Linked DNA regions of Salmo salar: region 1 is linked to region 2. The links are chromatin contacts, called in public Hi-C maps. All regions are on one chromosome and are shown on one strand. Each heading gives the region's core, a stretch centred on a gene start, on an enhancer-like site or on the middle of the called end of the contact. The rest is flanking DNA. Distances are from core to core; before and after follow the strand shown. Region 1 overlaps LOC106583165 (inositol 1,4,5-trisphosphate receptor type 1). Region 2 holds the start of LOC106583167 (class E basic helix-loop-helix protein 40).

Region 1 (4,452 bases), core at 1,677-4,176, 120 kb before region 2:
GAGACCTCGATAATCAATGCACGGACGCAGACCTACATCCTTCTTCTTCACAAAAAAGGAACTCGAGGAGACGGGTGAAGTAAAGGACCGAATGTACCCCTGACGCAGGGATTCGGAGACATATGTCTCCATAGCCACCGTCTCCGCTTGCGACAGGGGATACACGCTGCACTCCTGGGAGGTGCAGCGTTTACCATGAGATTTATCGCACAATCCCCCCATCGATGGGGTGGCAATTGAGTTGCCTTCTTTTTATAGAAGGCATGAGCCAAATCGGCATATTCAGGGGGAATGCGCACGGTGGAGACCTGGTCTGGACTTTCCACTGTAGTAGCACCAACGGAAACCCCTACACACCTACCTGACCACTCTCGCGACCACCCCGTGAGAGCCCTCTGTGGCCAAGAAAAGGTGGGGTTATGACAAGTTAACCAGGGTAGGCCCAGCACCACGGGATACGCAGGAGTGTCAATAAGGAAAAGACTCATCTTTTCCGTGTGACCCCCCCCCTGCGTCACCATACTCAAAGGAGCGGTGGCCTCCCTGATATACCCTGACCCTAATGGTCGACTATCTAAGGCGTGGACGGGGAAAGGCACATCCACGGGTACAATGGGGGTCCCTAAACTATGAGCAAACGCTTTATCAATGAAATTCCCAGCCGCGCCTGAATCTATTAGCGCCTTATGCGGGGAAAATTCAGGAAAAGTGACAGACACAAATATTTGTGCAACAGAGGGCTCTGGGTGAGAATGGTGCCAGCTCACCTGGGGTGAGGCCAGAGCGCCCTGCCTGCTGCCTCGATTCCCAGAGGAACCAACCCGGGCACTGACAAGCACTGTGACCTCTGCGGCCACAGATGGTGCACGAGCGGGAACCCCCTCCGGTCTCCCTGCGCACCGACCATCTTGAAACAATTCCATATGTCAGGTTAGCACCAGCATCATAGCATATGTATCGGTGAATCGCTGTGACATATGAAATAGGATTGATTAGTGTAATCAATGTTTAATAACTGTGTAAAAAAAAAGTAATGAAAGTGTTAAGTGAATTACAATCCTATCCAGGTCTACAAGCTTATTTGACTCGTCAAATAGTATTCTTTTTTTATTAATTTAACCCTTATTTTACCTGGTAAGTTGACAGAACACATTCTCATTCACAGCAACGACCTGGGGAATAGTTACAGGGAAGCTGGTGATGATTAGATGACCATGATGGTATGAGGACCTCTACTCTTACAATAAGTGCCATGGGATCTTTAGTGACCACAGAGAGTCAGGACACCTGTTTAACGTCCCATCCGAAAGGCAGCACCCTACACAGGGCAATGTCCCCAATCACTGCCCTGGGCATTGGGATATTTTTTTTAGACCAGAGGAAAGGGTGTCTTTTCTAAAGTATTACATGTTTGCTAAGGTACACATGACATGAGTGCTTTGAAGACTGTATTTATCTGTTGTCTGAATAAAGTCGATATATGTTCCCTTATGTTGTGGTGTTTCGTTGTTCACAATGGTACAGCAGCAGCCTGTATCCTCCCTATGCTAACCAATCTAACCCTCCTCTCTTCTCTTTCAGCTCAGGTCCTTTAATGATGAAATGGATATGCCGGAGGTTGTTCCTCTTTTTCTTCTACTTCTCGATCCCTCTTTCACTTGTTCTGTCAATGTGCCTTTTCCTCTTAAATGTAGCTCTGTGGTTGTGTCTGGATGTGGTGGTGATACGTGTCTGTAGGTAGTACGCCTGGGCTTGTAGTGGTAGTTCTGGTTTGCTTTCTCTCTCACCTGCTCTCTCTCACCCTCCCATTCAGTAAGTAAATCTAAGTGTGTGTGTGCATTAGCCAATAGTGTTGTGCTGTTCCAGAGTCCCATGCTGGTAGGGCAGGCTGTCAGTGTGTTTGGACATACCCAGTCTCTCTAAGGCACCTTTGATGGCGGTGGAGGAACTTATCATGAGGGTCCTCAGTTGCTCACGAGTCGTACCCACTTGCAATATGTGCAATTATACACATTTTAGAGAACACATTGCATTTTAAAGCAAGTTTGCGGCAATTCTACACATTTTGCCATGGGGCAGAGAGAAGATTTTGCAATATTATAACACATTTTATGCATTTATACACATTTCCTGCAATTCTACACATTTTGCCATAGGGTGGAGAGAAATGTTTGCAGTTTTTAATGTGCTATCTGAGTGAGACTGACTAACAAAACCAATATTTTGCTGACATGGGCTGATTGAGTGACTATCAGTGACTGACATAAGAGAAAAACTGCTGGTGCGCCACCCAATTTTGAAGTTGCACCTTGTGTGTTCTACTATTCTAACTCGCAACAGTAAGTTGAGTTGTTTTAATGTATTTTTTATAGAGCCTTCAAAAGGGCTGTGGAATGTGTGTACATGGTTCCTTCAGGAACATCCCTCCCTATTTCACCAGAAGGATGAAGGGAGCTTTCAGGAGGAGCTTTAGTCAATGATACTGCAGCAGGACCAGGAGTATTTCCTATTCAGGAAGAACTGTGCAGTGAAATGTTGTTTTACAGGATCAGCCATAGTAGTACGGCGCTCCTGGAGCAAATTAGAGTTAAGTGCCTTGTTCAAGGACACAAATCAACAGATGTTTCACCTTGACTACTCAGGTATTTGAACCAGCAACCTTTCGGGTACTGGCCCAACGCTCTAAGCGCTAGGCTACCTGCTGTCATAAGAGGAGAGTGTAATATAACTTCTGATACTGTCTGTTTGACCTATAACATGAATTTTGGACCAGTAATGTTGGCTTCTCATATGTGTGCCATTTATTTACCTTCTTTTCGCAATTTCCTGATTTTAAGTTTTCCTTTCTCTCCATTCTCTACCTTTTCAGTGTCTTCCTCATTCTACGTGAGGTCTGGGCTTTCCCCAGGGTGTCAGTAGGGGGCACTGTGACGGTATATCTAGGACTAGGAAGGTGTGTGTGTGTGCGGCTGTGTCCTAGTTTTCCCTGCCTGCAAGTTGCATGATTCCTGGGCCACTGCCAGCGCTGGGGCGATGGTTACATAACGACCGGGCCGGCTTTTTTTATTTTTCCTGGAACTCAGCCTGCCTCTCTCTATACCTCTCCCTGCCTCTCCCTTTGCCTGGAACTCAGCCTGCCTCTCTCTATACCTCTCCCTGCCTCTCCCTTTCCCTGGAACTCAGCCTGCCTCTCTCTATACCTCTCCCTGCCTCTCCCTTTCCCTGGAACTCAGCCTGCCTCTCTCTGTACCTCTCCCTGCTTCTCTCCCTTTCCCTGGAACTCAGCCTGCCTCTCTCTATACTTCTCCCTGCCTCCCTCTCACTGGAACCCAGCCTGCATCTCTCTATACCTCTCTCTGCCTCTCTCTCCCTCTCCCTGGAACCTAGCCTGCATCTCTCTCTATACCTCTCCTTGCCTCCCTCTCCCTGGAACCCAGCCTGCATCTCTTTCCATACCTCTCCCTGCCTCTCTCCCTCTCCCTGGAACCCAGCCTGCCTCTCTCTATGCCTCTCTCCCTTTCCCTGGAACCCAGCCTTCCTCTCTCTATACCTCGCCCTGACTCTCTCTCCCTGGAACCCAGCCTGCCTCTCTCTATGCCTCTCTCCCTTTCCCTGGAACCCAGCCTTCCTCTCTCTATACCTCGCCCTGACTCTCTCTCCCTGGAACCCAGCCTGCATCTCTCTCCATACCTCTCCCTGCCTCTCTCCCTTTCCCTGGAACCCAGCCTTCCTCTCTCTATACCTTGCCCTGACTCTCTCTCCCTGGAACCCAGCCTGCATCTCTCTCCATACCTCTCCCTGCCTCTCTCCCTTTCCCTGGAACCCAGCCTGCACCTGTCTTTATACCTCTCTCTCCTTGGAACCCAGCCTGCATCTCCCTCTATACCTCTCTCCCTGCCTCCCTCTCCCTGGAACCCAGCCTACATCTCTCTCTATACCTCTCTCTCTCTCTGCCTACCTCTCCCTGGAAACCAGCCTGCCCCTTTCCCTGGAACCCAGCCTACATCTCTCTCTATACCTCTCTCTCTCTCTGCCTACCTCTCCCTGGAAACCAGCCTGCCCCTTTCCCTGGAACCCAGCCTACATCTCTCTCTATACCTCTCTCTCTCTCTGCCTACCTCTCCCTGGAAACCAGCCTGCCCCTTTCCCTGGAACCCAGCCTGCGTCTCTCTCTATACCTCTCTCTCTCTCTCTGCCTACCTCTCCCTGGAAACCAGCCTGCCCCTTTCCCTGGAACCCAGCCTACATCTCTCTCTATACCTCTCTCTCTCGCTCTGCCTACCTCTCCCTGGAAACCAGCCTGCCCCTTTCCCTGGAACCCAGCCTACATCTCTCTCTATACCTCTCTCTCTCTCTGCCTACCTCTCCCTGGAAACCAGCCTGCCCCTTTCCCTGGAACCCAGCCTGCGTCTCTCTCTCTCTACCGCTCTCCCCTCCCTCCACTGATGTGTG
Region 2 (4,538 bases), core at 98-2,597:
CTTGATGTGAGCGCTACTTGGAGAGGGCAAGAAGGCCGACAAGCCAGCCTTTGGGAATCTTGCTCCAGTCAAATTGGGCAAACTCTGCTCTATCTCCACTCCGCTCACATACTCTGGTAGAGAGAGCTCATTTACTGGCAGTTGTAGACTCGTCAGGGAGCTCGCTCATTTGCCTCTCTTGCACAGTCTCTTCCTCTTTCAAGTCCTGGGGAATAGGGCCTGGTCCGAAATGAGCAGTACATCCACAGCTGCCAACTTGTTGAAGTAGAAATCTTCATTCAAATCAAGGTTAGTGATCGCTGTTCTGATGTCCAGGAGCTGTTCGGAAATGACAGTGGAAATATCATGAACATAAAAGTTAAGATCAGCATAGAAAAACTCACAAAATAGCTAAATTGGTCAGGAGGCCGTAAGACGGAAGCTATCTACTGCAGCGCCATCTTCATATCTACAATTAATATAGTTTATTTGTCAAGGATAGCACAAGGTTAGGTTAAGACATCCACCAGGTTAGCTGACTAAACTCAACTCCACAATTTACGATGGAGTTGAGTGGTAACAAGTGTGGACGGATTAGAGCTCTGAATTTTTGAATTACTGATTTCAGCACCCAAAGAATAGCCTGCAATTACACATGACATTGTTCTGTGTAATTGCTGGGTAATCTTTGGGTGCTAAAATCTGTCGTTTTTGATTTTAAAAAAACCTTTATTTTGTGTGAAGTTGGAGATCCAGTCAGCCCACGCTAGTCGTTGCTCAAATCCATCCTAAATCGTGTTGAGTTTAGTTTAGTCAGCATCCACCAGGTAGGCCTACATGTCAATACCCGTATTATAAAGTCCTACAACATAGGGCTATTAACTTATCACAGTGGTTAGAGTTAAATAATATAATCATTTATTGTATTTACAAATGACATGATTTTGCTTATTGGCATAGGCCTACACTTACGATTAAATTATGTTGTGTATGAGGCAAAAGGTGAATGAGTCCCATGAACAATATAAGGATTGGGATAAGATAATATCACATTTAACTCCCCATTCTATCAATTCATCGATATTATAAAGGTTGTCCAATATTTGCTAAATTATCCCCATATCAATATTACTGATGTCTTGTTAGTAGTGGTACCTGCGGAGCAGTTTTGGTGAGAAGCGTAGCTCTGTGTTGTAAACTGTGACCTGTCTACATGCTCCTTAGCGGTGGCGCGTATAGTGGTTACCATACAGTTGAGCATGGTGGTACACGAGACCCGGGACTCAGTCCTCCGGTGTGACGTAGAACCGACGTCCGCCCCCCGATCCTCCTTATCAGTAGAAAATGGGCAGTCCCTCCACCGAGGAGACAGCGGCGTCCAAAACGTGACTCATGTGACAGAGGTAGGTCACTCTTCTAGCGAGAGTAAGAGGGGTTTATTTAACACGGAGCTCTAGTGTCCTCCCCCACTTTCCCAACGCGCAACCAAGATTAGTGCATCTTCATGGCTACCTCTTGACTGACTTCGTGGAGACCTCCGGGACAATTTACTCCCATTCTGCGACAAATATAATAATAACAACAATTGAAATATAAAGGAAAATACATTTTCTCTAGATATTGTTAATCTCGAGTTAGTAGGAATACTGAACGATTTTTGTGAAAGAATTTAAGGACGATTTACTTGTATTAAATTTCATATGCATCCTTGAGTGAATACATTGTAAAAACAAGCTTGCCCTTTCGTGATTAGTTTGGAGTAGGCCTAAAGATAATGCAAATGGAAAGGATTCAAAGGGCGCAACCCCCTCCCAAGTACCAGCAGGCTGAGCTGTCTGACATGCAAGGGTAAGTTGCTGAGAAAGATACTTGTGCAATGGCCATGCTTGTCCTGTGCCTCTACATAGTGTCACACATTTGTCTCTCTTGACTTTGAGTGCGCAACTTCACCAAACTCACATCTCATTGACTGTCTTCTGCCTTTCTTTAGGATGGATTTCCCTATATATGTATACAAATCCCGTCGGGGAATGAAACGAGCAGAGGAGTGCAAGGTTGGTAGAAATATTTGTGTTTATTCACTTTATTCACTGTATTTTCATATGAAATAATACTTTTGAATGTAATATTATTACAATAAGAATATTATGATTATACAATATTATTTAAACTAAACATTGTTTTAAGTCATTCAGTTGGCCTGATCATGCGGTGACCCGTTTTCCCATCTGATGTAATGCTTGAAGTCCATGTTAGTGTTGACAGGGCTGCTTGTCAAATTGCTGTAGGTGTTCGGTAACCTCAATATGACTCCACCTAACCTACTTTCACACTCCTGCCTTTAGGAAAACTACAAACTACCTCATCGACTTATTGAGAAGAAAAGGCGAGACAGGATAAACGAGTGCATCGCTCAGTTGAAAGATTTATTGCCTGAGCACCTGAAACTTACAGTAAGTTCCTATTTATCTGGAAGTAGCATAGTAATAACTAATTCACTGCTTGTAGATGTTAGCTAAGGCGCCGTTAAGTGGTTGCTTTATGGTACTTCAGGTTTTGGTATCGGCGTGACTAACAGTTGATGTATAAAATCATTTAAATCAATGAAAGTAAATACTTAAAACTAATTCTGAAATGATGCAAATTTCCTTAGATCAGTATTTTTATGATTCAGGTAGTGATATCTGATATATTATCAAATGTAGTTATTGTTGTTGTTGTGCCTCCAGGTTTGTGTGTGTGCTGCTGAGTGTGTGTGTTACATAAGAGTGGAGCCCCTATGACAGTAGTGTGTGTTATTCTGTAGACTCTTGGCCATCTGGAGAAGGCTGTGGTTTTGGAGCTCACGCTCAAGCATGTGAAAGCCCTCACCACTCTACTGGAAAACCAGCAGCAGAAAATCCTCGCTCTGCAGAATGGCATGCAAATCGGTGAGAAGAAACATACACACACACACACCCACAATAAGATGATTCTGCAGAAGGGCATACAAATCAGTGAATTTAAATATAGATTGTCGTCTCTTGCCTTGACTAGTTTCCATTTGGATGCAGACAACATCCTCACTAATTCTCAAATGCAGCACAGTGCATTTCTCATCTATTGCATTATAATAACATGTTACCGGAATAAGAAACTGAGACAGAATAACTCATACGTTTAGAATGAATGTGGTTGAATATAAGGGGAAATTTTACCCATAATAAGATTTATTACTTATGAGAATTTCCCCAAATGTGATGAGAGTAGAGTGGTAGTTTCCATAATAATGCATTGTGGTAGTTCTGTATTTGACATTGTTGTTCCTTCCTGTCTACAGAGCAGTCCTCTCCCAGCCAGGAGAACAGTGAGGAGATGTTCCGCTCAGGCTTCCACGTCTGTGCCCAGGAGGTTTTACAGTACCTGGCCAACCAGGAGGGTGACGGAGACCTCACACCCTCCCACATGATCAACCACCTGCACAAGGTGGCCACTGAGATCCTCCAGGGCCCTCCCCACAGCCCCTGGCCCGAAAAGACCCCCAGCCACCACCACCACCAGGCCCAGAGGGAGAAGCCTGTAGGCCAGCCCCCCAAGCCCAGCGAGGGCCACAGGAAGAACCGTGTGCCCGTCATACAGCGGGCGTATGCCCAGGTGGGCGGTGAGCAGAGCGGCAGTGATACAGACACAGACAGCGGCTACGGTGGCGAGCAGGGTGAGCATCTGGCGTCGCGTGCAGGGTACTACGGCCAAGAGAGCCAGCTGAAGAGAGCGCTGGGCGAAAAGCAGGAAGATGAGCCTCACCACAAACATGCCCGGGTGGAGTCATCTGAAGACGAGTTTCTCTCAGGTGGAGAGTCATCCTCATCATCCTCCTCCAGCGGTCACGGCAGCTACATGAGCGTCTATTCCCCCCACCAGGCCCAACCTCATCCTCTCTGCATGCCCTTCTACCTCATCCCCCCTTCTGCTGCCGCATATCTGCCCATGCTGGAGAAGTGCTGGTACTCTGGGGCCATGCCCATGATCTACCCTGGCCTGGGGGGCTCCGCACAGGGCATGCCTAGCGACACGCATGCCCAACCTTCCCTGATTACGATATCCCCCAGGGGGCACTCTCCCTCTCCCCCCACTGTGGCCCAGAGCCCCATGGACTCACCAGCCCTCCTCCAAGCGTTAAAGCCCATTAACCTGGAAACCAAAGACTGAGAGACCACTGAACAGTGTTATTGAACATAGAGACTGCTCTGCCGAGAGGGAACATGGGGGAGAACATGACTGACAGTCAGATCACCCGCCACCACCCCTCTCCCCTGGTCCCTCACCCCAGAGGTCAGAAGACAGAAGGGAGACAGACAGAGAGCATGCAGCTGATCTGGTCCCGGACCGGTGATGCATCATCCACAGCCACACTGCTGCGAAGAGAAGAAAGAGTGAAGGTGTAGAATGAAGACAGCTCAACCTGTTACCTGACCCTCAACCCTCTGAATGTTTGACTTAAAATGCATACCCCCACCAGAGCGCTGAGTGCACCATTGACCCCACTGATCTGGACCTGCCCTAAACACTCACCCTTGGTT

Evidence for each region. Hi-C and Micro-C count contacts between places; a contact is called where the count stands out from the background.
Region 1: a contact with region 2 is called in a Hi-C map of gill, with 5 times the contacts expected there. The contact joins the enhancer-like site here to the promoter of LOC106583167 in region 2. A contact is called at or near these places in 2 of 3 Hi-C or Micro-C datasets (gill and muscle).

What each region holds. Positions count from the first base shown.
Region 1 is chrssa22:32,370,070-32,374,521 of Ssal_v3.1, reverse strand. All of the region lies in intron 38 of LOC106583165 (inositol 1,4,5-trisphosphate receptor type 1), which reads left to right. Among protein-coding and RNA genes, the nearest start is that of LOC123729709, 33 kb to the right of the region's middle. Within about 2 kb of position 2,926, at least 3 of the 13 cell types and tissues checked have an H3K27ac peak or open chromatin away from gene starts, as enhancers often do. A contact at or near this core is called in gill, where this site is marked.
Region 2 is chrssa22:32,251,372-32,255,909 of Ssal_v3.1, reverse strand. It overlaps LOC106583167 (class E basic helix-loop-helix protein 40), which reads left to right and starts at 1,347. Exons shown (of 5, transcript XM_014167033.2): 1 at 1,347-1,827; 2 at 1,970-2,033; 3 at 2,325-2,432; 4 at 2,786-2,909; 5 at 3,299-4,538. The coding sequence starts at 1,754. The coding sequence ends at 4,167.